3 separate regions of the Mus musculus genome follow, and all the other regions are linked to region 1. Evidence: chromatin contacts called from public promoter capture Hi-C data. All regions are on one chromosome and are shown on one strand. The core of a region is the stretch at or near the end of the contact, and the rest is flanking DNA. Distances in the headings are between cores, read along the strand shown.

What was found. Promoter capture Hi-C pulls out the DNA fragments that hold promoters and counts their contacts.
Region 2: a promoter capture Hi-C map of liver shows a contact between it and region 1, with 5 times the contacts expected there. The contact joins the promoter of Tmem87a here to the promoter of Mfap1b in region 1. A contact is called at or near these places in 3 of 39 promoter capture datasets (hippocampal neurons, liver and pre-B cells) and 1 of 9 other capture datasets (liver).
Region 3: a promoter capture Hi-C map of liver shows a contact between it and region 1, with 2.4 times the contacts expected there. The contact joins the promoter of Vps39 here to the promoter of Mfap1b in region 1.

What each region holds. Positions count from the first base shown.
Region 1 is chr2:121,471,532-121,475,803 of GRCm38.p6, forward strand. Mfap1b (microfibrillar-associated protein 1B) reads right to left here and starts at 2,492. Exons shown (of 7, transcript NM_001081975.3): 1 at 2,303-2,492. The coding sequence starts at 2,381. It also overlaps the pseudogene Gm14018.
Region 2 is chr2:120,401,524-120,405,905 of GRCm38.p6, forward strand. Tmem87a (transmembrane protein 87A) reads right to left here and starts at 2,593. Exons shown (of 20, transcript NM_001110496.1): 1 at 2,382-2,593; 2 at 1,187-1,247. The coding sequence starts at 2,537. It overlaps Ganc (glucosidase, alpha; neutral C), which reads left to right and starts at 2,373. Exons shown (of 24, transcript NM_172672.2): 1 at 2,373-3,536. The coding sequence starts at 3,508.
Region 3 is chr2:120,351,431-120,355,287 of GRCm38.p6, forward strand. Vps39 (VPS39 HOPS complex subunit) reads right to left here and starts at 1,707. Exons shown (of 25, transcript NM_178851.4): 1 at 1,485-1,707. The coding sequence starts at 1,557.

The sequences.
Region 1 (4,272 bases), core at 1,242-3,741:
AGTCTACAGCAGTCTCAACGATGTTAAAAGTCCAAAGTTCAAAGTCTCTGAGGAGATTTATCCAGCCACTTAACTGTAATTCCCAAAGCAAGACATGAAACCAGCTGGGCAAACTCCAAACTGTGCATCTCTAAGGCTGATGTCAAAGCTGTCTTCAGATCTCCAACTCCTTTATCATCTTTGTTGAGACTACAACTAACTATATTTTCCTGGGCTGTTTCCACTATGTTACTAGTTTTTCTCAGCAGATAACTTACAGCTCTGGCATCTCAACTATCTTGGGGCCTCCAAGGCAACTTCAACATTACAGCTTCTTGTTCCAATGTCTAGGATCTACACAAGACCTTGTGGGCTACTCCAAAGGACTGCTGCCCTCTGTAGCACTCTAAGCTCAGGTTGATCCACTCCACTGTTGTTGCTGTTCATGGTGATCATCTCATAGCACCGGCATCTCCAATACACTGGGGTCTTCCACTGCAACTAGGTATCAACAATAGCCTCTCATAGGCTCTCTTCATGGTCCCAAGCCTTAAATCCTTTGCATAACCCCTTTAGTCCTGGGCCATTAACTGCAACTAAGGCTGCACTTTCCTCAATGGCCTTCCATGGCCCCTCACAGTGCTAAGCCTCAGCTGTTCTTCATGACCTGTTCATACCTTCCAAACCAGTGCCACCTGGGTGACTCGACATAGGATCGCTTGATGTTTGAGAAAGTCAGAAAAGTAGTTCAGGTCCCCTGGAATTAGAGTCATGGATGACTGGGCCACATAGTCCTCTATAAGAGCAACAATTGCCCTTAACCACAGACCCATCTGCCAGTCCAAATACCTTTCTTTCTTTCTTCTTCTTTTTTTTTTTTTTTTTTTTTTTTTTTAGTTTTTTATGTTCATTTTTCAGAGGCAGGGTCTCTTTATGCAGACCTGGCTGGCAAGGACCAAGCTGGTTTGAAACTCACAGAGCTGTCTGCCTCTGCCTACTGACTGCTTAAATGCATATGCCCACACTTATGTGTTTTCTACAACTTTCTTTTTTTTTTTTCTCTTTGTTTTGTACAACTTTCTTGAGACAGGTTCTTTCACTGAACCTGTTGCTTGCTGTTTCAGCTATTATTAGCCCAGCCATCAAGCCTAAAGTTCCTAACTCGTCTCTTCTCCCCACAAGGTGTCTATGTGGATGCTCGGGGTCTGACCTCAGGCACAGTAAGGGCAGCTCTCTTCCTAGCTTCTCTCTCTGCGGTGCTGTGGCAGCCTTTACGACCTAACTTAACGTTCTGACTAGCCAGCTTCTACCTTTTCCTCCAGCTCTTGTGCTGAATCGGGAGATCTCTTCTATAACACAAACAGGGTGGAGCTCAAGAGGTGGCTCAGCAGCTAAGAGGCTCTGCTGCTCATACAGAGGTCCTGGATCAATTTTCCAGCATCTGCATGGCAGTCTGTTACAGTCTGATACTCCAGGCCCTCCTCTGGCCTCTGTGGGTACTGCACCCACATGGTGCATATCCATGCATGGAAGCAAAGCATTCATACACTTAAAAATAAACAAACAAAACAATTACAGTGAAAAGAAACACACAACATAGGCCTCTAGCTCACTTTCTTCTTTTTTTTTTTAAAGATTTTATTTATTTATTATATGTAAGTACACTGTAGCCGTCTTCAGACACTCCAGAAGAGGGCATTAGATTTCGTTATGGATGGTTGTGAGCCACCATGTGGTTGCTGGAATTTGAACTCAGGACCTTGGGAAGAGCAGTCGGTGCTCTTAACCACTGAGCCATCTCGCCAGCCCCACTTTCTTCTTATATTTTGATTTTTGTTACTGTTCTGCCTGTGAGCCTGGCCTTTAACGGTTGAGCCATCTATGCAGCATTATTATTATCATCATTTGTAAGGATGCTATGTGTGGATATGTGCACAAGCGTAGGTACTGGCAGAAGCCAGAGGTGTCAGATCTCCCTAGACTTGGGGTCCCAGGTTGTTGTTGAGTCACCTGAAGTGACTGCTGGCAATTGAACTTGCGCCCTGTGGTACAGCAGTACGTCCTCTCAACCGCTGATCTGCCTCTCCAGCCTCCTTTACTTCATATTTCGAGAGAGATCTCCTCACTAAATCGATCAGGTAGATGCAAGTGGATCCCGCTATCCCCTTTCTCTACGCCACCTGTGACTTTAGGCGGGACGCAGGAAGAAACTGCAGCTAGGTTTTAAGGGCCAGCCGAGCTGGCATGGTCGGCGTAAGGCAGGTTTGAGAGATACTCAGGATGAAAGAGTTCAGAGCCAACCGGAGGGGAGGGGAGCCCGTACCTTTCTCGTTTCGAACTGGGACGGCCCCAGCCGTAGACTGGATGGGCGGCTGCTTCATGAGTGCGCTTGGGACCGACATGGTGACGGCTGCCGCGGAGACTCTCCAAAACGGACTCAATCCCAACAACGAAGAGCAAGGAGCAGAACGCCGCGTCCCACAGGCTGTGCTGGACACAGCTGCGCAACTGACAGAAACAACTTCCGGCAGAGGTAGAGGAACCGGAAGTACATAACAGAGGATTGTGGGTAATTGGAGGGCGGCTGAGCGCTGATCGCTTAAAGGGCTAGCTTGAAATTTGTGCGCTTTCCTAAGGCAATTTTCTCGTCTTCAACCGCTCAAGAACTGGAAGGTCCTCCTGTCTGACAGTTGTTTCTTTTGGTTTTGGTAAGGTCCAGGAAGGTTCGGATTAAAGATTTTATTTATTACATTTTAGGAGAGACTGTTGGTGCATACTGTTTAAAGCTAGAAGTGTGGCCGAAAATGATGGTGCACCCCTTTAATCCCAGTAAGAAGCAGAGGCAGGCGGATTTCTGAGTTCGAGGACAGCCTGGTTTACAGAGTGAGTTTCAGGACAGCCAGGGCTACGCAGAGAAACCCTGTTTTGAAAAAACAAAAAAGAAAAAACAAATAAAAAATAAAAAGCTAGAAGTGTAAAGTGTTTCATCCGGATACGTGGGTCACGTCTGTAATCCCAGCATTTGGGAAGGTGAAAGAGGATTGCCGTGTTTTGTAGGCCAGCTTAGGCAACAAGAGAAGACTCTTCAAAAGAAAAAAAAAAAAAAAAAAAGGAGAATCCCTTAGGGGCCAATTGTTGATTTGGACACACATGCCCTTATTCTAGCACTGGAAAGACCGTGGCAGGTGGATTTCTGTAATTGAGGCTAGTCGGTCTACACAGTAAAAATTCTGGGAGGGAGTACAATATTATATAGGACTTTGAAGGTTCTGTTAATATAATTATCAAATTTTTTCACCTGTGTCCTTGCTTGGTGAAGACAGGAAATTGACAAACTTTAGTGAGGATTTTCAATGAGTCAAACAAGGACGAAGCTTACAAGCAGAAAAGCTTTAGAAGGCCAGAGTAGACAAAAATATTTTTGTTGTTGTTGTTATTATTAAAAATGTTTATTGGATTATAACCACATTACCCTCCCATCTAAATTAAGGGGGGGAGCCCCAAAGATATACATAAAAATAAGAAGTTCAAGTTAGAACCCCTCAGAGTTTGTAAACAACTATGCACTAAATGTTAACCTGAGAGAAACAGAAGTGTCTACCTTTAGCAAATTCTGCCGAGTGTGATGGCTCACACCTTTAATCCCAGCACCGGGGAGGCAGAGACAGGCAGATTTCTGAGTTCGAGGCCAGCCTGGTCTACAAAGTGAGAAACCCTTTACAGAGAAACCCTGTCTCGAAAAAACAAAACAAACAAACAAACAAAAACAAAACAAAACAAAAAACCCCAAATTCTTATTATTGGGGTGGGTGAGCCATGCCATATATGATGATCAGAGGACAATAGTGAGAAATGGCCCTTATGGAGGCTCTGGGAGTAAGATAAAGATGCTAGGCTTGGGTGGCAAGCATCCTAACCTGTGCATCATCTCCCTTGTGTTTGAGACAGCGTCTGTTGGACCTGGGCTCTGTGTTCAGGGTAGTCAGTTTGGCCATGGAGCTGCAGAACTCCACTTGTCTTGCATCACCTGTGCTTGAATTCTAATGCCAGCCTTTTAATTTGGGTGCTGGGAATCAAACACAGGTCCTAATGCCAACACCTGTGTTATTTCTTTCAAGTTCTGCCTATTGACGTTTATGCTTATTTGTCTTCTATTCCCTTTTTTTGTTTTGTTTTGTTTTGTTTTTAAGATTTATTTATTTTATGTATGTGAGTACACTGTTGCTTTCTTCAGATATACTGGAAGACGGCATTGGATCCTGTTACAGATGGCTGTGAGCCACCATGGGATTG
Region 2 (4,382 bases), core at 1,343-3,842, 1.1 Mb before region 1:
GAACCTATTTCAAAAACCAGAGAAGCCTGGTAGACCGTGGTGGTGCACCACCTTTAATCCCAGCACTTGCAGGGGCAAAGATAGATGGATCTCGGTGAGTTCCAGGCTAGCCTGGTGTACAGAGTGAATTCCAAGACAGTCACAAAGCTACAGAGAAAAACTCTGTCTCCAAACAAACAAACAAAGTCACATGACAGTGATGATCTAGAATACTATCCCCATCTCAAAAACAGAGCACAGTTTGGCTTCAGATCTTTTGTTTCTCTCACTAGAAAAACTGGCTTTCTTCTATACAGTCCCTATTTCCTGGTAATATCCTTGAACTCAATGTTCCTTGAAGTGTTAAACACTCCCTTGGTAAACATACTGAGTATCTTAGTCAATGGTCTCACAATCTTGGGCCATGTTTTCAGTAAATAGCTAACAAGCACACAAGCACAAAATCTTGTCCTGACTCAGAACAGATCTAAAAATGATGTAAGCACTCTACAAACAAAATTAAATATAATTCAACTTAACTATGATTAAAAATATAATTTATGTACATAAATATACATACACACTGTATAACATACAGCCAATATGAATTCAATAAAGTATACATTAAGTATGTAATACAAATATATAATATAAGCTACATATAATAGTGTATCTATACATAACAGCAAACTGAAAAACAATAAGACAATAAAAATTCATATAAGTACTCAGAATATTGCTCACAGATAGGACTTATAAATTAAATATTTTTATCTAAACAGTGCCAGGTTATTAAAGTTCTGGACTTAAAAATACATTAAGGGGCTAGGGAGATGGCTTTGTTGGTAAGATGCCTGCCTGTCACAGCAAGCATCAGCACCTGAGTTCAGATTCCTAGCATCCATGTAAAAATCCATGCCTGTAATTCCAGTGCCAAAGAAGCGGGCAAGAAGATCCCTGAGGCTGGCTGGTCAGCCAGTCTAGCCAAACCTCAAGCTCCAAGTTCAAGGAGAGAGTCCTTGTCTCAAAAAACAGGGCTGACAGCAACTGAGGAAGACACAAGTAACTGACCTCTGACCTTCACACACATGCATACATGTTCCTACATGCACACAAATGCGCGCGCGCACACAGAAGCAAACTAGGGTAGAGAATAATTTTCTAAGTTTAAAAGATCCGAATAACTCAATGAAGTTTAGAAACTCACATTTCAGTAAGATGGTAGTATTTCTGAAAAGAATCTTTCCAAAATTAAAATAACCTTTCCCCTGAAAAGATAAAGGGAAGATAATTAACATCAGGGCATTTCGATTTTCAAGGCAGAATATGAATACCTACATTTATAAAATATTCAAAATTTTCTTAATCAAAAAGACAGTAACAACATTTTCTTTAGTGAAAGTCAGTCATATCCTAACTATTGGCTCTTGCCGCTCCCTACAGGCCACAGAGCAGGGACTCTTGAGTGGGAGGCTGCTACAAATTTCAACCTAACTTCAAAGTGGCTTGAGCTGGACAGTTCCTTTTTTACTCACGAATCATCCCTCAGAACAACCGACTTTTGAATAAACTTTCAGCAGTTTTACTTTTACATGTAAAAGGACTTAACTATTAATCATTTCAGTAACAAACAGAAAACTACAACTCAAAGCCCAAAACCCTTTACCAACATGAATACAACCTGTAATATTTGCCATATAAATGTACAGTGAACAGGACAAAAAAAAAAAAAAGGCAAAAAGGTCAACGAAATGGCTAATGGTTTTTAAAGCAGTTCTCACCAAAATCTGGTTTTTCTGGTTCAAAGTACTGTACTAAGTCAAACGAGATTCTAAAATGGGTCGACTTATCAGTTAACTATCCAAACAAAAGACTATCCTTACTACACAACATTTTAGAATTGTTTCGTTTTGGCTATTCCCATGTTAAAATGCATTTTTGAATCTCCAAGTCCCCTAATCACAAAAGACGTTTCCAAGTTTAAACCAAATCAAAACCCTTCATCCGTAGGACTATTTTTACAAACACACACACACGAGTTAAAAATAAAGACTTCTATTCACATCTCCCTTTCATCCAGCCCTAGTACTGGATTTTGTAACATTCTAGCTGAAAGAGAAACTACTATCTCTCCCTGTGTATTAAGTTTCTCTCCTGTTCCATGCTTAAAGTTCTGTTACTTTCCCGGTAAGAACACGCTTGGCCCCTGACACTCCTCGCCTACAGCAAATAGCTCAGCTCTCAGCTCAGGGCAGGTGGGATCCCGTCGGCAGCTACACGGACGCTCTGGGTATTCCACTCACTTTGGGAACCCGACTTTCCAGAAATCTTCCTGGACCCCTTGGGCCACCGTAGCCCCACCTCTTACCCCCTTCAGGCTCAGTAGCGACCCCAACACTCACCGACGGCATCGGAATGTGCCACTTCGATCTATCTGCAGCAAACACGGGTGCCGGACCTGCACCAAGAAACGATAATGGGAACGGCTGCGCCCCTAAAAGAAGAAAAATAACAGGAGACACCTGAAGCCACGCAGCCACCGCCATCTTCACAGCCATGAAGCGCCTACCCAAAGTATTGAGCCTTCTTCCGGCTAGGTAGTTCCGCCTTCTTCCGGCTCGTCCCACCCTCTTCCGGCGCTACTTTGTGGGCGGGATTATCCGGGTCCTTGAAACTGTGCTTCTTCCCACAGACGCTCAGAGCGCCCCAGAAACTTTGAGTCTACTGCGCAGGCGTCCTCCTGTTTCCCTGCGATCGTGGCCTGGAGGTGAACTAGCAGAGTTTTGAGGTCTAGTGCTTCCCTCTGTTCTTCCAGCCCTTAAAGGAACTCAGTGCAGCGGCCAAGGCTTTGCTTTTCCTGCTTCTTCCCGCCCCTCATCCTTTCCAAGTCAAGGTCAGGCGCAGGCCAGACGTCTGTAGAAGCGCGCACACTGGATGCATGATTGACATCAAGTACTGAGTTCTCTGGCTGTCGAGCTGTGGCAACAGAGCCTGGAATGTGACGGGGCTGAAGTAGAAACGATTCATTAGCTCCAAAGTCCCTTTTGACCCTGAAAGACTGTGGGGCAGCTGCAGCATAGTTTGACAGGCGACATCAGCGTCCAGCAGTGATCCAGACTGTACTCCCCATTCGAAACTAAAAGTGAGGAGAGATCAGGTCAGCTTTCGGTATTGTAGAGTGACAGCCACTAAGACTGACCCTTATTGGTGGTGCTTCCTGTTTCTCACACTCTTAGATTTTAACCTCTAGGGCAGCGAGCACATCTCCGCCAATAAAAGCAAAGTTCATCAGCCACTCTCAACCTAGAAATATTTACCAAGTACTTTATCCCTGTAAAGACGCTGGTTTACGCTTGAGATAATACCAGATGAAAAAAAATTAAGATTGGCTTCTGCCCGAAGGGGACTCTTGACTGTGATGAAGTACGGGTTATAATTTAGCAAGCCTGCTTGTCACCGTTTTTTTAAAGATCGCCTGAGACTGTGGCCTGAGAGTTAGGAGTCAGGCAGAGTTAACATCCTTGTGCCATGGAAGCAGCTGAGAAAGAGGAAATCAGGTAAAGGGCAATTGCTCCCCCCAAGAACGGACTCCAAAAACAACCTTCTAGCTTTGATGGCTTCACTTAGGTTTTAAAGCACTTCCTTGAATGCTTGCTATTTGCTTCATCGTTCTTTATTGGTTCTGCGGGGATTTGGGTAATGTTAATAGCTAACCTCTCATAAAGTACTTTCAGGAGGATTAGATAAGTTTAACAGTGGAAAGGTTGCCTTCCAAACTCTTAAATGGATTTTTGAGCGGGCTGCCCCTCCCCAAGGCTCATTCAACTGGAAACGGAAGACAGCAAGGTCTCCTCATGTTTGCACACTGGATTAAAATAAACGGTGCCAAACCAGAGTTTAATGAGGGTATTTCTTTCTTTTTTTTCTTATTCTTTTTTTTTCTTTTTTCACTATAAAAGTTTCTTGGCATGACTAGGTGTGTTTTATCTCTCCCGACCTGTTTTTATAGTTTAGCTTCTTTCAAAATCATGAACTCACTAACTGCAGGTGCAGAAAGCCACACCTCTTCACCAAAGCGAGTGCTCCTCACCCTCCAACCCCCTTATAGCTTATAGTTGTTTTAACCAGAGAAAGGCTAGTCAAAATACATATAAATAGTAGTAATGTATATCTTCTTACATTTTATTCCAGATACAGTTCTGGAAACTTGATGTTAAAGAATATTAACCTATAGATTGTTGGAATCCTCTTAGCAGTTTTTCCTTCTTCTGTATTTGTTTCTATTCTGACTCTGGCACCTGCACATATCTTTTTTTAAAAGGATTCGGAGCCTTATCTTGCAGTTGTATGTTAGACTTTAATAGAACATTTAGGTACACTGTGTCTTCAGGTCTAAACTCTCT
Region 3 (3,857 bases), core at 457-2,956, 1.1 Mb before region 1:
TTCTCCTGTTTGGTGTGGGGTCAAAGCAGGACAAAAGCCACTTATCATTCCCAAGCTGGTCTTGAGGAGCTGAGCTAAGTGGCCTCTTTACTCTGACAATGTGGAGTCAATGAGTCTCTCTCAGAGGAGCAGTCAATGACTGTGACACGCTAAGGCAAGTGTGTGGCAGGCAGTTGCACTCATCTTGCTTGGATGTTCTGCCTTAGACTGAACTGAATACCTGCCCTACGTGTTGAAATAGGTAGCACACACTTCTGGTATCATCTATCTGGTGTCATAACCTGTCCTCATGCTTTTGACCCCCAAAGTGTTCTGGGTACACAGATACTATTTCTCATTCATCCTTGTATTCCTGTCCATAGTAGAGAGAACGGTACAGGTGGGTATCCAGAACATATTTAATGAAACAAAAGAGAAATGAACCCCTCCATGTATTATTCTCTATTGAGAGCACTTTCCTCCAGGAAATGAGGTTTTCTTGAGATGGCTGTAGGAAATTGGGTTCTATTCTCTCCCTAATTCAAAGGACTACATCAGTTTACATTGGAGGTACTATTTTACAGAGGCTAGGGGCTGCTCAAAGAAGAGCACAGGGAAAAAAAAAAAAAAAAGATGTGAATCCCTCTAAGGAGGCCACAAAGAACCTGCAAGGATGCCTGGGAAGCGCTAGCAACAGATGCTCGGCACACTGGTCACCATCAACATTTCCTTGTGGTCCATCGTGGTGCCTTCCTTAGGGTAAACTCTACGTACAGATTCTGAACTTTACCTTTGTATGGGCCCTTGATGTTTCTTGATATTTAGGGCATGGACATTAACAGAAAAGACTGAATTATTTTTACGTAGCCTGTTATGGGTAATAACGATGCATAGAAAAGCACTCGATGTAGCCTGAGAGCCAAGATTTACGTTCTTGAACTCCAGAAAACATGAAGGATGCTGACCTTGCTTTCTGCATTGGTCAATCCCAAGAAAAAGTATACAAGGTCGCATGGGTCAGGTTTCACAGCAATCTGTTATGATGCTCTTCCACTTCAGTCAGGTAACTTGGGCACCTCACGACATAAGGTAGTTATATGAGCTAACTACTAAAAGGAAAAATAAACTAAGTGAACACTAAATGCTCTGAAGCATACGGTGCTAACATTGTCTGTCACCTAGAACACACCGCAATCATTTAACAAGGTGAAGCACCTGGCAGGCTTTGCCCTTTTCACTCAAGACTTCTTGGGAACCGAAATGGGCCCCAACAGAGCACATTAATAATGTGAGCTCAGCCTCCAACTGCATAGCGCACAAGAGAGAGCGCGGAGCGTCCACAAATGGACTGTCCTTAGCAATCACGCAAGCCGCCCGGGGTCCAGTCACGTCCGCCCTCTCTGACAGCCTGCGTCCGCAGCCCACCCACAGGGTCAGACGCCTTGCCTCTCTATAGCTCGGCGTGAGGGGCCGCTGCCTCCCTGACCCGAGGCCCCGCGGCTCACCCCAGGCAGCCAGGCAGTCGATCTGCAGGGGAAGCTTTTCCAGGATCGGCACCGGCTCGAAAGCGTCATGCATGGCTGCGGGAGCTTCACCGCCACTGTCCCGCCCCTGCTGCTGGGAGGAGCCTGCCGTCCGAAAACAGGGAAGACTCGTATTCCACCAGGGACCCCTGCTACAGGGCCTTCAGCAACAACTCCATCCTCGCCGCCGGACTTCCTGTTGCCTTAAGCCCGCCCCTTCCGCAGCAGAAGCTCCGCCCCCAACCCGAGTTCACATCCATACCAGCTGCTCAGAGTCCCTTGGTGTTTGTGGTGGTAGAAGAGAAACTGATCTTTTTTTTTTTTTTTTTAAAGATTTATTTATTTGTTTTATTTATATGAGTACACTATAGCTGTCTTTAGACACACCAGAAGAGGGCATCAGACCCCATTACAGATGGTTGTGAGCCACCATGTGGTTGCTGGGAATTGAACTCAGGACCTTTGGAAGTGCAGTCAGTGCTCTTAACCACTGAACCATCTCGCCAGCCCGAGAAACTGATTTTAGGCAGTCAACTTAGTGAAGACCTCGCGATAAAGAGGAATTTAGCTCACTGGGCTGCGTGTCAGGAGAGATGGCAGCCTGACATCCCAGGACGCAGGAGGTTCAGAGTTATCTTCAGTACGTATCAAGTTTGAAGCCAGCCTAGGATACATGAGGCCCTGTCTCAAAAACCAGCCCTCCCAACCACGGAGGAAAAAGGAACTTCTGCCTTGGCGTCAGTCTTGGGTTGGAGATATACCACTTAGGAAATTTGGCTTTTCTTTTTCTTTGGAAATAGATTGTTGCAGGCCTTACTTTCATACTCTGCAAAACCTTCTTCAAAATAAGATTGCTTAGAATCGTGAACATCTGTCAAGTCTGACACACTCTAGCCAGTCAATAGATTGCTTCAGTACCATCATTACATTTCAGCTAATTCTTAGTTGTACCTTAGGTTTACATTGTTAAAGCTGTAGACCAGTGATTCTCTCCTAGTGCCTAGTCAAGCAAGTTTTGAAAAATTCAGGCTCAGACCTCATTCCAACTTTACTCAAACTTTGGAGAGTAGTATGAACTCAAGTAAGTTCATACACTTGAACAGGAAAGCCATTATAGGCTAATGTTCCTTAGCCCGGGCATAATCCCCTAGGGATTGCATACGGGACTGTTATGTGTGCACTGGAGGATGTTGGGAAGCAACCTCAGAATCTACCTGCAAGAGATGTTAGAGAAGCCCGCCCAAAGGTCAGATACATTAATGAAGATGCAATCTGGTAAGCACTTCTGGCGAGCCACTGTTACTGACCAATGTTTCAGGTCAGAGGTCAGATAGATGTCTTCCTCAGCTGTTTTCCACATTATGAGAAATGGCCTGTGTTTTTGTTTGCTCGTTTCTGAGACATATCCACCCCTTTTACAACTAGCCAGCCTAGCTCACTGGCAAGCCAGTAAGCTCCAGGGACCCACCTGTCTCTAGTCTCAGTGTTAAGGGCACTAGCTTTGTCACATGGATGACACGGATCCAAACGAACCCGGATCCTCATGCTGTGTGGCAAACACTTTACAGAGTCATTGTCCTGGCCTCCAGGCCACTGCACCTGGAGACATTACTAAAACATCCGTTTGATTCAATCAATCCAGAATGGGATCAACTGATCAAATGTTTCAGGCCACTGCACCTGGAGACATTACTAAAACATCCGTTTGACTCAATCAATCCAGAATGGGATCAACTGATCAAATGTTTCTTATAAGACTTGCCTTGGTCATGGTGTCTGTTCACAACAGTAAAACCTTAAGACAATACCTTATTTCCTATTATTGTTCTTTAAGGGTTCTACCTAAGGTAGATTTCAAAAAGCCACCACAGCAAAAAGCTGTAGAGAAATGTTCCCTAAATGCTATTAACATTTTACTATGATGTGCTGGTTAGCTTTTTGTCAACATGATATAAGCTAGAGTTACTTAGGAAATTCAGTTAAAAGGAATGTCTCCATCAGATTAGCCTGTAGGCAATTCTGTGGGGGCATTTTCTTGATTAATAATTGATATGGGAAAGCCCAGCCTACTGGCACTCCTGGGAAGGTTGCTCTGGGTTGTATTTTAAAAAATAAATAAATAAAAATAAAATGGGCTGGAGAGATGGCTCAGAGGTTAAGAGCACTGACTGCTCTTCCAGAGGTCCTGAGTTCAGTTCCCAGCAACCACATGGTGGCTCACAGCCATCTATAATGAGATCTGGTGCCCTCCTCTGGTGTGTCATATGTTTCAACAGAAAATAAGATAATCTGTAGTAAAAGTCATGGAAAGAAAGTCTCTACTAGGGTCTGAAAGAAGGGTGTGAAGGGAAAATT